Linked DNA regions of Mus musculus: region 1 is linked to region 2. A link is a contact called in public promoter capture Hi-C data. All regions are on one chromosome and are shown on one strand. Each heading gives the region's core, a stretch centred on a gene start, on an enhancer-like site or on the middle of the called end of the contact. The rest is flanking DNA. Distances are from core to core; before and after follow the strand shown.

Evidence for each region. Capture Hi-C pulls out chosen DNA fragments and counts their contacts.
Region 1: a contact with region 2 is called in a promoter capture Hi-C map of liver, with 2.3 times the contacts expected there. The contact joins the promoter of Endov here to the promoter of Mfsd11 in region 2. A contact is called at or near these places in 1 of 39 promoter capture datasets (pre-B cells) and 2 of 9 other capture datasets (adipose tissue and liver).

The regions. Positions count from the first base shown.
Region 1 is chr11:119,489,789-119,494,408 of GRCm38.p6, forward strand. Endov (endonuclease V) reads left to right here and starts at 1,559. Exons shown (of 9, transcript NM_001164636.1): 1 at 1,559-1,671; 2 at 1,997-2,168. The coding sequence starts at 1,616. It overlaps A930037H05Rik (RIKEN cDNA A930037H05 gene), which reads right to left and starts at 1,447. Exons shown (of 4, transcript NR_153849.1): 1 at 1,255-1,447.
Region 2 is chr11:116,851,266-116,855,924 of GRCm38.p6, forward strand. Mfsd11 (major facilitator superfamily domain containing 11) reads left to right here and starts at 2,735. Exons shown (of 13, transcript NM_178620.4): 1 at 2,735-2,908; 2 at 3,378-3,433. The coding sequence starts at 2,813. It overlaps Srsf2 (serine and arginine-rich splicing factor 2), which reads right to left and starts at 1,829. Exons shown (of 3, transcript NM_011358.2): 1 at 1,303-1,829; 2 at 756-1,066. The coding sequence starts at 1,664. The coding sequence ends at 763.

The DNA of each region.
Region 1 (4,620 bases), core at 309-2,808, 2.6 Mb after region 2:
TGTTCTGGACTCAATGCCAGCATTTCCCAGAACTCAGAAGGAAGAGATCCCTAAGGAACTACTGGTCTAAGAAATAAAATATGAACCATCCGTTTCTAATACCAGAGAAGGTACCTTAGATACACTTAAGTTTACCAGATCATAAAAAAGCAAGAGGTCGCAAACCCCAGTCCTTCCTGCTGGTACCTGCTGGCCTTGGCTCTTTTGTCTTAAGGTAAAGACAAACAAAAGGCTACAATCTAGAGCTGGAGAGCTGGTTCAGCAATTGCCAAATATGTGCTGCTGTTTCAGAGGGCCCAAATTCAATGCCTAGCACCCATGTCAAGAGGACCACAGGCTCCTGTAACTTGAGCTCCAGGGGAATCTAACTCTTCTGGTCTCCGTGGGCACCTGCATTCGTTACCAGACTTACAAGAATGAAAATAAATCTCTAAGAAAAAAAAAAAACACTACAGTCTGCTGAGCTCATGTCATTGAGAGGGAGATACACATTAGGTAAGGCTCTGGGTACTAAACGGACAGGATGGGTATTTGGGGTAAGAGACCTATACTAGAAACAGAAAGACTGGTCCTCATTAAGTACTCACCCAGCAGGAAATGAATGAGGCAGACTAATGCAATCAAGAATATAAAAACTACAGTTCTGCACCAAATCGTTGAGCATAGCCAACTTTGCGTTTTGTTTTGGGTTGACACCCTGTAGTGCCTAATCTTGTTTGTGGACTTGGCTATATCTGGAATGAACTAAAACCTAAGAGTCCAGATACCTGCCCTCTATCTAGGACACACCTTCTGGTGGCAGCCTGTATAAAAAGACATGAAAGAAGGAAGCTTTTGTTTTTTGCCTGCTTATGGCAAGCTCTAAATCCCCTTTATGTATTTTCTATCGGTTCTCTTCCTCTAGAAGAACCCTAACTAACACACACACACACCCTGGTCTGGAGGATCCTTTGTTTTTGTTTTTTCGAAATGGGATTTCTCCGTGTAGTCCTGGTTGTCTTAGAACTCAATTACTGTAAACCAGGCTGGCCTCGTATTCAGGGATCCTCTTTACTCAAATGCTGGAATTAATGGAGTGCGCCCACGCCCAGGACCCTCGACTTCACTGGTTTTTGAGTTCTTATTCCGGACTAATTTCTCACAATCGGTACAACTGAAAAAATCTATGCTGCAAAGGTGTCTCAAGTTTGCACAGAGGTTTTCTGCTCCGCAAGCGCGTGCTCATACGCAATGTGTCGATGTGCGGACCCGAACCTGGCAGTAATTGGAACCGCGTTACCCCAGGGCTCAGGGCTCCGTGTGTGCGAGGGATGCAACTGCTGGCCAATCTTTTCAGAGCGGGGCCGAAGCTGCTGGAGGGCTGGAGGCGCCAGGTAAGGCGCAGAGCTGGGCTTGCATTTCCCAAACCTGTGCGCCAACCCACCTACGGGACGGGACGCCGGCATCTGAGAGAGTCGCGCGGGAAGAAGTCAGCGCTCGGCGCCCAGCACTGCTGTGACAGCGGCCCCTGGTGGCGGCAACCTCAGCTGAAGCGGAGGGACGCTAAACGAGCGAGGCTAACAGCTCGGCGCCGGCGCTCCGGAAGTGACGTCCTCAAAGCCTCGAGGCGCTAGCCATGGCTCACACGGCCGCTGAGCGGCCGCCAGAGGAAACCCTGTCGCTGTGGAAAGGGTAATGGGGTCGGGGTCGTGCATTAGCCAAGGGGGTGGCCTTCTCCAGTGACCTCCGACCTCACAGCCCCTGTGGCGGCTGGGAAACTGACCCTCGGTGCTGCGGCACAGGCCTGCTCCGGGCCGCCGGCTGCCGGAAGTTGCAGCCAGCCTTTGTGGGCGTGGTCCTCGTTTCCGGTACCGGGGATTCCCATCGCCGAGAGCTTTTCCTTCTCAGTGTGGCTTGATGGACAAAAAGGAGAGAGGGTGGGCTGGGAGGGGGGACGCCCCGAGCGTCGCGCTCTTCCCATGGGCCCTGAGCCCGTTTGATGTTCGTGTCCTATTAGGGAACAAGCCCGGCTGAAAGCGCGCGTGGTGGATCGGGACACGGAGGCCTGGCAGCGGGACCCCAGCTTCTCGGGCCTGCAGAAGGTCGGGGGCGTGGATGTGTCCTTCGTGAAAGGGGACAGTGTCCGGGCCTGCGCTTCCCTGGTAGTGCTGAGCTACCCCGAGCTCAAGGTAACCCGGGTGGGATGTTGCGCCCGGTGCAGTTCGATCGTAGGCAGAGAGCCAGGGTCCAGTTTTATAAAATTTACTTTTTTTTTTTAATACTTGCACCCCGTAGTGTATATATATATATTTGATGCTAGGAAGCCGACTCAGGCCCTCGAATGTGTTAGGCAAGGGACTGATACACTTCCACCCCGTTTGTAGAGTGTAATGAATAGATTGGAATGCCTTTGAAGAAAAGTTTTCAAAAGCAAAAAGCAGAGGAAATATGGGCACCAGGATGCTTGTGATGTACATAAACTCCCACGGGTCTACATATATGTACACAAATGGTGAATTAAAAGTAGTTTTTAAAGGATCGACAGACAATTCCAGGTCTGGTTGTTGTGTTTCTGATCAGATGGAAGGGACTCGGAAGCCCAGGGACCTTAAAATTCTGAGGGGAAAGGTGTCCCAATGGAAAGGCATCGTGAGACACAAGGACCCGGGAACCACACAGCTCTGAGAGGAAGCCTCAGCCCCGCTCTCTCCACTTCTCTTCTCTTCTCTTCTCTTCCTTGCTTCTTTTCTGACAGGAGAGTTACACCAAGCAGGAAATTTTATGAAAGAGATTTATTGGAGGGAAGACTCCAGGAGGAGGAGGAGGGACTAATCTAGGAATGGCTGCCCTCTGCTCTCGGGGGGGGGGGGGGGGGGGGGGGGGCAGACAGCAGGAAACTGGACAAAGGGGCAGTGCTTTTATAGGATTTCTGAGGGGACAGAGCTTCTCAGGGCAGAGATTTCCAGAATGAGGATTTGTGGGATCTCAAGTCCTGAGCTTGGGGTGGGCTCAGGGATCATTGGATTTTTCACCTCCTTTCCCTGTATTAGGGCCATGACTTAGAGTAGGAAGTCCTTCCTGGTGGCAGCCAGCTTTTGCTGAGGTGCCATCTCTGAGGCTGCTGGGGAGGCTGGAGAGAGGTGCTGCCTCTGTGAACAACTCCGGTAGTGGTGCTTCATCAAGGCTGTAGGCTGGGGCATTGAAAGAAGGTCTCACCACTGTGGACAGCTCCTCAGGACAGAAGTAGGCTGAGGCAGGAAAGGTGCTGCCACCATGGACAGCTCCTGTGATGGCCTTGGGCTGAGGAGATGTCATAGTGCCTCTATTTTGATAGGCGCTGCCATTTTGGACATTTTACTGCTGCCGCTGTAGCCTGGGTCGGGAAGGAAGGGCCTTCCGCAGCCTTGATGGCTTTTGTGGCGCACTTCTCAGGAACTGCAGTTGTCATCCTGGTTGCTCACCTCAGTGGCACACAGTACACACCACACTTTTCACAAGCAGAACATCTCTGCCTCCCCAAACCTCCTGCTTTCCATCTTGTCTCACAGTAGCGCCATGTTTAAAGTTATTTTTAATTTTTTGAGCTAAAGTAAAAAAAAATATATTTTTCAGCCAGATGTGGTTGCACACACCTTTAATTCCAGCAATCGGCAGGCAGAGGCAGGTCCACAAAGTGATTTCCAGGACAGACAGGGCGACACAGAGAAACCCTGTCTTGAAAAACAAAAAGTAATTTTTTTCACATGTGTTTATTATTATACTTCATTCATATTCTCCCCTGCACAGTATTCCCCAGTCTTCCTCCCAGTTCCATGTCTTCTACCTCTTCAGGACTTCCTCTCTGTCCTTTGCACGTGTGCCACAGTCACCCCTTCTGTAGGCTACTTACCTGTTTCTTCACAGCCTCCGCCCTCCCACCCCTGCCTCAAGTATTGTTCTTTGTTTCTCTCCATGGATAAGAGGGCAGTGTTTGTACAAAACAGGTGTGATCCAATCACAGGCCCTTTAAAACTTCCTGCTTGGCATGGCAGCACACACCCCTGTAATCGTGGCATTTGAGAGCTACAGCAGGAGGAGCAAAGCTCAATCCCAGCCTGGGCTACATGAGATGCTGTCTTAAAACAACAGCAAAAACCCTCGATGCCCTTGCTGTGATCTTTAACCCTCGAGGCCCTTGCCGTGATCTTTAACCCTCGAGGCCCTTGCCGTGATCTTTAACCCTCGAGGCCCTTGCCGTGATCTTTGGTCAGTAGAGTCCATGCTTGTTCCTGTGACTTAGAGGCCTCTTGGACTCTGTCGTCACCTCCTCCACTGCCTTCAGCACTTCCTACACGCTATTTGTCAGAACTTTAAATCCTTCAGTGGTTCTGCTGGCCTGTGTTGGCAGGCACACCTCTCCTAGAGTGGTCGTCACCTGTCTGGCTTCTACTTTCTGTAGCGCCCAGGTTAGACATTACTTGCTCTACTGAGCCTCCTTTATCCCACAAGACCAGCGCTGTCTCTCAGCGTCCTTTCCAGTCTCTGTGGTGGGGCAGAGCAAACGGCCTCCAGCTGGGTCACTTGTACGTGAGTGTTTCTCACAGCTGTGAAAACTGGAAGGTCCACGATCAGATACTAGGACGAGATTGTGAGGTTCTGAGA
Region 2 (4,659 bases), core at 1,485-3,984:
TAAAAGAAAAAAAAGGTAGGGGGGCAGGGTGGGGCTGTTTCCAAACAAAAACTTGCTATCAGAAATTAGTCTACACTTTGTAAGATGTTTGAAAATGAAACGTTTGGCAGTTGAGGATGTTCTTAATCAGCTACTTAGGGCCCTTTCCTTTAAAAAGAAAAATAGGACCAAACAATTTAGAGTTAAAGACACACTATCCTTTCCCCACCCGGTGCGGATCAATACCTGTAACTTTCTTTTGGGGTTCCAAAAGTTCATTGCTTCTTAATTGCAATTCCTTTGCCACATCCATTAGAGTAAGAAGTCCCAGTCAGCACAACAACAGTTGCACTGAATGTTTTTCTCTATGAGGATAGTGCATCTTTAACATTTAAAGACAAACCTGCTCCAATACACGCCCACAGAAACTGGTCCCTGGAGGATCAGCCAAATCAGTTAAAATCTGCAATACTGGCCAATATTCTTTGATAAAACAGGAGACCGCAGCTTTAAAGGGGGAAAATGCAGACGTTGGATAAAAACAGCAAGAAATAGTCATTTTCATTAATAGGTCTCAAACAGCATGAAACAGCCATTACTATCTAAGCTTTACACAATCCTCTCTGCAGACCCCTCTTCAGCATCACTCCCAAAGCTGAGTAACTTCAGAGCAGTAGTACTCTTAACACCAGGAGTCTTTATGCTAACAAGGCTCAAAAAACCTACTCCATACCCCACGGGAGTTAGGGCGTGTCTCAGATTCCCGCAGACATTACCATTTTCTTAGGAAGAAACTGCTCCCTCTTCTTCTGGAGACTTGGGTGGGCTCTTGGACCGCGACCTAGACTTGGACTCTCGCTTCGACACGGGCGGAGGGCTTCTCGATCGCGACCTGGACCTTGACCTCGAGCGGGATCTGGAGACGGAGGAGGACTTGGACTTGGATCTTCGGGCAGATCTGGACTTGGAGGTTGATCTGGAGCGCGAGCGAGTGCGGGACCGAGACTTGGAGCGGCTGTAGCGGGAGCGGCTTCGCGACCTGGACCGACTCCGGCTTCGAGATCGGCTGCGCCGGCGTCGCCGAGGGCTGCGAGTGGGACGTGAACGAAGCGACAGGGTGAGCTTGCAGGCCGCCGGTCCCGCCCCGCCCGCCCCGCCGCCATTATCTGGCTGCCAGGCGCCATTTCCCTTGCCGCGAGGCGGGGTCTCGCACGGAGTGGCCCGGCCCTGCTGCCACCCCGGCCGCGAGGGAGGGGCTGGCTCCACGTGCTCCGCGTACCTTTGTGCCCGTCCGCCTCCCGCTCCGCCCCGGGCCCCGCTCACCTGCGGCTCCGCCGCCCGTAGCCGCCGCCGCCGTACCGACGGGGTGGCGGGCCCCGGCGGCTGTGGTGCGAGTCGGGCGGGCGGCCGTAGCGCGCCATCTGCACCCGCAGCTCGCGGCCGTCGAGCACCGCCCCGTCCATGGCGTCCATGGCGTCTTCGGCGTCGCGCTTGTCGTGGAACCGGACGAAGGCGAAGCCCCGGGACTCCTTGGTGTAGCGGTCCCGCGGAATGTACACGTCGCCGACGCGCCCGTATTTCTCGAAGACGCGCCTCAGGGTGTCGGGCGAGGTGCGGTAGGTCAGGTTGTCCACCTTGAGGGAGGTCATGCCCTCCACATCGGGAGGCGGGCGGCCGTAGCTCATGGCTGCGAAGCGGCGCCGAGACCCTAACGCCCCGGACAGGCCCTCGCTCTCCGGAAACGCAGCTCCGTCAGGCGCTCGGTAGCTACAGTCCTCGTGGGTAGGGAGGGAGCCGCAAGGCCGCCGCAGAGCACCCGAACCTGACGGACGCCTGAGCAGCAACTAAGCGAGCGGGCGGGCCCCAGCGCGCATTTATACCCACCCTTACAAAATGGCGCCCGCGCCACCCGGAAATGAATCTCCTGATTGGCCCATTCGGCCGTGTTGCGTAACGTCGCCGCCGCGCGCCCCGCCCCTCCCAGGTGCGCCTGCGCACCGCGCGGCGGGCGGGCGGAAAGCGCGCAGTCACTGCGGTGGGGCGGGGGAGCAGCCAGAGAAGGCAGTTAGAAAGCCCGCCAAATGCTCTACCGTGGGTGCGTCCGCGAGAGCGCGGGGAAGGGGAAGAACGAGGCTCTATGGAGGGAGAAAGAGGAAGCGCGCCCCACCAGAGCCCCGCCCCTTCCCCACGCCAATGCCCGGGCTCCACGCGCCGTTCCGCCCAGCCTTCAGTCCCGCCTGTCAGAGCCGGTTCTTGCGCTCTCTTTTGCCTCTCTGTGTCCCGGGGCCACCTCACGTTCCCCTCTCCCGCCGCTCCTGACTGAGGCTCGCTGCCTTGGTTTCACTTCTCGGGGCCTTTGCTCTCTACGAAGGGACGGGTAGTGTAGACCTAAAGTACGCGCTAGCCACAGCGTGCGGCCGTACCCTCCCCTCCCCCCACGGGGCGCCGGGACTACATTTCCCGGCGGGCGCTGCGACCAGACTCTGGTCAGCTGACCGGTCTCGTGATCTGCTGTGAGTCAGGCCGGGAGGGCGGGCCCCAGCAGCTGCTACTGCTCGTCCTTGCCCCGGATCCCGTTCCCTGCAACTGGAGTTGCGGCGGGTAGACCCCGGGTCTCCTCTGCACTCGGTCGCGTCCCCGGAGGGTCCCGACTGTACCGGTGGGGAGAGATTTCCCTTAAACCCACGATTCCCATCCCAAGATTGGAAATCGGCAGTCTGGCTTCGTGGTTCTCTCATCTGGTTTCTTCCCTCAGGGCTGTCAGGGGGTTCGACTGGAGGAGAAGAGGTGACTGTCCTGGGCCGCTGCTGGCCTCTGAGCAAGCGGAGCCAAAATGTCCCCGGAGTCTAAAAAGCTTTTCAACATCGTTATTTTAGGAGTTGCCTTTATGTTTATGTTCACCGCCTTTCAGACTTGTGGAAATGTGGCGGTGAGTTGGAATCTGTACTCCTTCCTTTGAATGCCCGTCTGAATGCATTCCAGCTGTGACAATAAACGTTTATGTCCGCTACCACGCCAAGATTGCACCTCCTGTTTTTCAGCCTACCCTTTCTCGTTTTCTTAATTTTGTGTATCAGATATTTCGCGTTTACGTGGTGTTAAACACTTTCGTTTAATACTCAGATGCGGCTTGCAATTTGAGTATGGACCATAGTTACTTTAATTTTTGTGAATGTTAAACTCTGTATTTAGTGCTTGGGTGGCTTGTGGGTACAGTTGATTATCTGTTTCCCCATCTCGAGTATATCTTCTGCGGCAATTGAGTCGGTTTTTTTCTCCTCTCATGGTGGGCTTGGGTGAGAGGTGTGGATCATAACATTTTTTTTGAGTATTTAGACTTTCCTGCGGGGAGGGAGATGGCAAGACATTTTTGTTGATTAGTTTTATCTTCCACACAGCAAACTGTCATCAGGAGCTTAAATAGCACAGATTTTCATGGCAGTGGATATACCAGGTATTGTACTGTGTGCATGACTTTATTTTGCATGTCATAGTTCCATCCATCTCAGGAAAACCAGCAATAACATGTTGTAACTGAAGAGTAGCCATGATTGTGTCAAATCTGTCTCTCTTTTTCTGAGGTTTGAGCCACCCAGGTAGATCAGTAGATACAGACCCATACCTCCCAGAGTACGTGGATTAATCCTCAGAACCTACGTGGTGGAAGAAGAGAACCAGCTCCTGCAGGTTTTCATGTGTCTTCCACGCAGGAGAACACTCTCCTACCATACAAACATAAATTTTAAAATGTAGTAATAAAGTTACAGAGCAGGCATGGGGGTGCATGCCGTGAATCCCAAAATAAATAAGCGTGATGGTAAATTCTTTTACGATGATGACTAAAGGTCTTCTGTAGAATTAGGAGGCTTTGGGATTGAAAGCCTGGCTTCAGAACTGGGATGCTTTGCTACGTTCAGCAAGTTAGCTCTGTGACCCCAGGTTCTTTACTAAGATCATGGCTATGCAGGCAGTATAGTGCTTCTGGCTCAATATGCATGCAAGTCTTGTCAAAATCATGTTCTAATCCTGAACAGTGCTGTAGTTGTTGAAACATTGGATTTTTGAGGCTTTGTAATCTCATTCTCAATTTATAATTTCATCAGAAGCTTTAAGATTTTTATGCTGAAGCTGGGCGTGGTGGCGCACGCCTTTAATGCCAGCACTCGGAGGCAGAGGCGGCGGATTTCTGAGTTTGAGGCCAGCCTGGTCTACAAAGTGAGTTCCAGGACAGCCAAGGCTATACAGAGAAACCCTTTCTCGAAAAACAACAAAAAGAAAAAAAAAAAAAAAAAAAACAAAGATTTTTATGCTGAAGCTGAGCAGTAGTGACGCACGTCTTTAATTCCAGCACTTGGGAGGCAGAGGCAGGTGAATTTCTGAGTTCAAGGCCAGCCTGGTCTACAGAGTAAGTTCCAGGACAGCCAGGGCTATACAGAGAAACCCTGTCTCAAAAAAACAAAACAAAACAAAAAAAGATTTTTATGCTGTTTAGACATAGAAAATGAAAACTTCACAGGTCTGTAGTACTTTGGATTTGTAGCTGGAAATGTACTAAATACATGCACATATACAACCTCTCTCCCTCCAATTGCCTCCTCTCTTGTCTGGCGTGGAGCTTGTAGCATAATACAAGATAACCTTGAACTTCAGGTATCTACACCTCCCTAGTGATAAACTTAG